Linked DNA regions of Danio rerio: region 1 is linked to region 2. The links are chromatin contacts, called in public HiChIP or PLAC-seq maps. All regions are on one chromosome and are shown on one strand. Each heading gives the region's core, a stretch centred on a gene start, on an enhancer-like site or on the middle of the called end of the contact. The rest is flanking DNA. Distances are from core to core; before and after follow the strand shown. Region 1 holds the start of tmem251 (transmembrane protein 251). Region 2 holds the start of si:dkey-177p2.18.

Region 1 (2,829 bases), core at 219-2,718, 84 kb after region 2:
ACTGAGATCTCAACGCTTATATGCCCAAATGGTCTGTCCATTACTCGCCCATGCTGTCGATTATCAATGTAATGTTGATTGGCCACTTGGACAGCAACGAAACTTATTTGCCAAGACACACCCTTTCAGAGGCGGGATGTTAACTGCGGGATGTTAGCTAGAGGCAACGTTCATTCATTAATTCATTCATTCTATTGTGTCGTGCCAAAGTTGAAATGTTTCACAGGAACTATGTAAATGAAAGTAAGTGTAGACTTGTGATTGGACGTAATAAGTTTTTTATTATAAAAAACTTCTTTTATTGTGTTAATAAAACATTATACAGGCACATGGAGGGATCAATGACTGGGATGGATGCATGGGGCAGACGAATTGCTCCATTCAAGAATAAGCTAGAGTGACAACATTCATACTATATATTCTCAGTTAGACCCTCCTTCAATCTGAGAGAAATCATCCATTTCAAGTGCTTCAGTATAAAACTCATTTTTAGGTAAAATGGTAATTTTTTAATGTTCAGAAAATTTCTCATACTGTCTAATCTGTTTTCATGAAACATTATTCATTTGTATAATTGAAACCACAGTTTTCTTAGCTTTAAGTTAAGTTACCAAGCAAAGCTATTGTATCTCCCTAACAGACAGTTTAATCAGGATTGACAGAATTGGGACAGTTACAGCATGTTTTTATTACAATTCATTCTACTGGCATGTGCAGTTTTAATTGTATCACAGTTTTGGTGTAATTTTTTTTTTTAATTAATAATTACTTCATTAAATTCAAATGTCAAAGAAATAGCTGAATAAAGGTTCACTCTTGGTTTTCAGTAAAAATATATTTATTTATTCTCTATTAGGGCTAGGCCGATAAACGATAAAATTGATGTCAATAACAATATTCTGGACTTTTTTTTACTCTATATTGATATAAGAGCCAATCACACAGCTGTAATGTGCAACAATGGGTATTTAAAACTGTGTTGATATTAGAGATCTAAGTTACTCTAATTAGTTACATCTAATTTTTATGGCTTCAGTCATTGATGTATTAGCCTACTCCTTTAAATCTGAAACCATTGACAAAAAATATCAAAATATATATGGTTATCATTCAATATGGAAAATAATTAGCGAAACTGCATTTTTGCCATATCAACCAGACCTATCATAAACTGTGTTGTAAGTCTGTTTTTATACAGATAAACCAATCAGGACAAGTCATGATCCATAATATACCAGTGCTATTATATGACACAACACAAATTCAATTGCAAGCAAAATAAAAAATGGGGGTAAATGTTTAAAATCATTGTCCAAGGCAGTGTAATACTATACAGTAGTGGAGTGTTCATCGCAGTCTAGTTTGTACCACAGACATGCTCACGAGGGCGGTAAAGTCCTTTGCTAGGTTAATCATAAAGTCCTCGAAGATTCATGGGAACTTCCCGGATGTAGACATTCCAGGAAGTGAGTCCTATGACAACAACCCTGTGACAAACCGACGCTGTGTGCTTTGGCTTGAGGAACAAATTTTCTAGGAAACCGAGCAAAATGGATTGATCGTGTAATTACAGTAAGTAACAATGAGTGAAAACCATGTGGTAATCTATAGGACGGAGGCGTGTCGAGGTTTAATGACACACCAGTGCTGGTTAACAGCTTTGAGAAATCTCCAGATGGTGTGTGTGTGTGTTTGCGAGGTTATTGAGCTGGAAACACTTCCTCTTTGGAATATTTTTTCCAAATGTTTCCTGCTAGATTGTATTAATTAGTCTAGAAACTTGTTTCGTACAACTTTTAGGAAAGCTGTTTTTAATGTGCAATTAATTGTTCACCATTCGAGTTTCTGTTTACTTGTAGATTCAGTGAAAATTGTTTTCATTTTTATGTCCTGAAACCATTGATCACATGACTTCTATTCATACTGGGGCAAAATTGGTTTTATATTTGCACATTCAAACTTTCTCCCTAATATTATACTTTTAGAAAAGTATTCTTTGCAAATTCTAAACAGGAAACTCATATTAGCAGCCAGAGAATATCAAATTACATCATTGTGCAGAGCCAAGTAAATATTGCTGATTAACGTTAGGGATGCTTCGATAAGGATTTTTGCAGGCGATATTTAGTCCTAATTCCTTGTTATGGTGATCAGCCGATACAGAGTACAGATTCTAATGCTTTAAGCTTTTTAATAAGTATGATTCCTCTAAGTATGAACTTAATGAAAATAAATGAAGGATGCTGCATATAATACCTTAAACAATTCTCTTATAACTATTTAGGTATGAACATGTCATGGCCAGAAGCAGATTTACAGAAAATAATTCATTCATTCATTTTACTTCGGCTTATTCCCGTATTTGTCAGGGGTCGCCACAGCAGAATGTACCACCACAAAAATTAGTAATAAAAATGACAAACAATGCATTTTGGAAACACTGCAAATGATGAAAGGAGAATTCAACGTCTCAATCATGAAAAAGTTTGGAGCGGATATTTGATGCATAACAAGTTAAAATGCAGATCTAGAAAATCGAATACATCTTTACAATGAACAGAGGTCGCACCGCATCTCTGTGTATTTTAGTTGCTGTTAAAAGATCGCATCAGGCACCTCCTGTTGTGGCTGCTGTAGGCTATGCATAATATATAGGAGCGCATGTGCATCTACCTCTGCTTGTAAAGTCATAAACAAACCCCCTGCGATCAACTCTTGAGTAACTGGCAATTGCAGATCGAGTCATGAAATGTGATTATCTTTGGCCGATCGATCGGAGCATCCCTAGAGCTAATGCTGTTTTTGAAGTCATACTTCTATGCTATTTCT
Region 2 (2,730 bases), core at 59-2,558:
GATGGGTTTGCTTTGAATTTGAAATGTAAAAAGTTCATAATTTAAGCATGCTTTGCATTCAGTGGCTAATATTGGATATTTTTGCTTTTTTCAGTCCAGCAATTATTTATAATGTCAGTATTTTGGCAAAAGTAGTTTTCACCGACACACAGATGTAAATTTCACTGTCTTGATGAAAACCTGCATAATTACAAATGAATAAATGACATGGTATAGGTAATCTAATGTTATTGCCATAAATGCTCACCCTGCCAAATCATTGCGGTGACTGCTGCCCAACACTTACTTTTAATGTTACAAATACATCTGTTGGGTGTTTCTGGTAAAGACTGAAAGCAATTATGACTGTTGTCAGGTGTGTTTCAAAATGCTGAGCCTCAAACCTAATTTTGCGGCAGTCATCTTCCAAAAATATCCAAAATGGAGTATAAATTCCTCTGCATACATTATATTAATTGTTGAATGGGTTGCTTGGGCTGTAATGCAATTTTTTTTCTGTATTACGAGACACCTTTATGCTTCTTTGTTTTAAAATCAAGACACTGAAAGTCCTCCAGAACTATTTTTGATGATCATCATGTAAGGTTTGTGAAGTCTATCATCCTGGAGCTGAATCATGTACTTTGGGATGTTTCTGTTTGTGTGCTGTATTTCAGTTTTAGCTCCTTTTCCAGAGGAAAAATGTTGCATCATTGAAATTGTGAGCATGTGTAGAATATTTGATCATTTGGCGACGTGTCTGTCATGTCAGATAATATAGCAATACCACAAAGTTTGGTGTTTAACAAAAATCTGTAATATGTGAACGGGATGTGTTTCATGCTAAGATGCATTAGCCGGTCGACTTAATTCTTACAATTCAGCAGTGGTTTGAAACTTTGAAAGTCTTACATTCTTCTATGTCAATCAGACTTCTTATAATACTGAAATAACAGTGGATGAATCTAAACAAAAGGAGACATAATTACATTTTCAAATAGCAAAGTTTCTAAAAACAAATAAAACAAACAACGGAGTCAACGAATGTTCATTCCTATATTCTCAGACCAACAAATGTTATTCAGTCCAAACAAACATCCAGCATGGACACCATCTTTATTTCAGCAGAGGTTTTGTTTCTCCCAGGCCTCAGTGCACCATGGTTTCCACTGAAGCTCTGTGAAGTTGTGAATGGTCACCAGTCCCCTGGCAGTTGCATGTGCACCGGGATCATGCTTTATGTCAGTGGGCCTGAACTTTGTCACTCAGCTGTTTTGGGTGGGGGAGACAAAGGGGCAGAGATATAATGGCCCCGTTCTCTCTGCACGCACATCCATTGTGCTAACCGCTTGGAAACGCTCCACCATGGAGTGGCTTTTCATTGCCCTGGCAACCTATTTGCTAGCCCTCTGTCCTGTCGAAGGTAAGTGCTAGAAGCATCAAGAGCTAGTAAGATAAGCTGGAGCGCAGGGCTTATGTTACATGTTGAGATTGACCTGGGATGCAGGGAGTTGATATTGATCAAGAAGTTAAAGGTCTATGTGTATCTATGGATCAATAGAGGCTGGCCTGTGTCACATTTCGATTCTGAAGTCTAGAGGACTCATGGATTTTAATGTTTTCCCCAAGGAGACGAGTGGAGGCTGGAATATGAAGAAGGACTCAGTCACTACAGTGAGGAAGCTCTTAGGAAGGTGTGTGTGTTTTTGTGCTTTGTCATGCCAGTATGCTTTTGAGTCTATGGATATAACCTTACATCACATTGTAAACATTTCACTGCTCTGGTTATGACTTGCCTAATATTTATGTTGTCAGGATGTGATGTCACACACAAAAAACATCAGTTTTTCGTGTTATTTTGTTACAGGAGTTTCCTGAGAAGACCAGGCCAATCAGTTTCAAACATCCACTTTTCATGTGTCCTGACATGAGCCCCTCCTCTTCTGTGCCCACCTCAGGTAGGCTGCTGTAGGGTCAGTGCTGTGCCCACATTGTGTGATGAATACAGACAATGTGTCAGTGAAGTCAATATGATAAAATGTGATTATACAAGCTGTCAGTGCTAGTCATGCAGGGGAAATTTTGAGGCGTTTTACCTTTGGCAATCATGTTTATCACTGATGAATGATAGGTCCAGTTGTAGCACAGGTAAATAGACAATGTGTAGATAAACATTTGCTCTATGATCATCTTTTTTGCTGTTCTAATCATCTAATTTCTGCTGTAGTTGAGCTGGTGAGAGCAGCAGATATAAAAGTGATTGCTGCTCTTGGAGATTCATTGACTGTGAGTGTGATAATTTACTCTTTATTTTTTATATTTCTTGCTGAATGTAACTCTAATTTGTTATCTGACAATCGAATTTATGCCACACTGTATTGTCATCACAGTCAATAGGCAAAATCCAGAAACCTAAAAGAGATGATCACCCAAAAATACAACCCTGTTGAAACAAACAGCATATGCTGCTGGTAAGGTAGTTTTTGACTCATGGCTGCTGGTTGAAGCTGGTTATTTGTTGGTCATGTACTGGTCAGAACCAGCTTAAACCGGCATTCATGTGTCAAAAACCTACTTTACCGGCACATGCTGAAATTTGCTGTTAGTTTATTCACCTTCCAGACATCCATGATTAAGGTGAGTATTTTTCTCTGAAAAATAAATGATTATTTTAAAATGATTACATCCTTGGTGATGATTATTAAGTAAATTTAAAGTTAGCGGACTTTAAGAGTCAAAAATAACACATAG

Evidence for each region. HiChIP or PLAC-seq counts read pairs in DNA pulled down with a chosen protein or histone mark.
Region 1: a contact with region 2 is called in an H3K4me3 HiChIP or PLAC-seq map of gastrula embryo, with 3 times the contacts expected there. The contact joins the promoter of tmem251 here to the promoter of si:dkey-177p2.18 in region 2. A contact is called at or near these places in 2 of 4 datasets of contacts at active chromatin or transcription factors (embryo and gastrula embryo).

The regions. Positions count from the first base shown.
Region 1 is chr20:29,805,942-29,808,770 of GRCz12tu, forward strand. It overlaps tmem251 (transmembrane protein 251), which reads left to right and starts at 1,469. Exons shown (of 2, transcript NM_001033746.2): 1 at 1,469-1,572. It overlaps itpk1a (inositol-tetrakisphosphate 1-kinase a), which reads right to left and starts at 73. Exons shown (of 11, transcript NM_213017.1): 1 at 1-73.
Region 2 is chr20:29,721,901-29,724,630 of GRCz12tu, forward strand. si:dkey-177p2.18 reads left to right here and starts at 1,309. Exons shown (of 16, transcript XR_012395746.1): 1 at 1,309-1,402; 2 at 1,609-1,673; 3 at 1,847-1,937; 4 at 2,207-2,265. It overlaps sel1l (SEL1L adaptor subunit of SYVN1 ubiquitin ligase), which reads left to right. Exons shown (of 21, transcript NM_001045164.1): 21 at 1-220.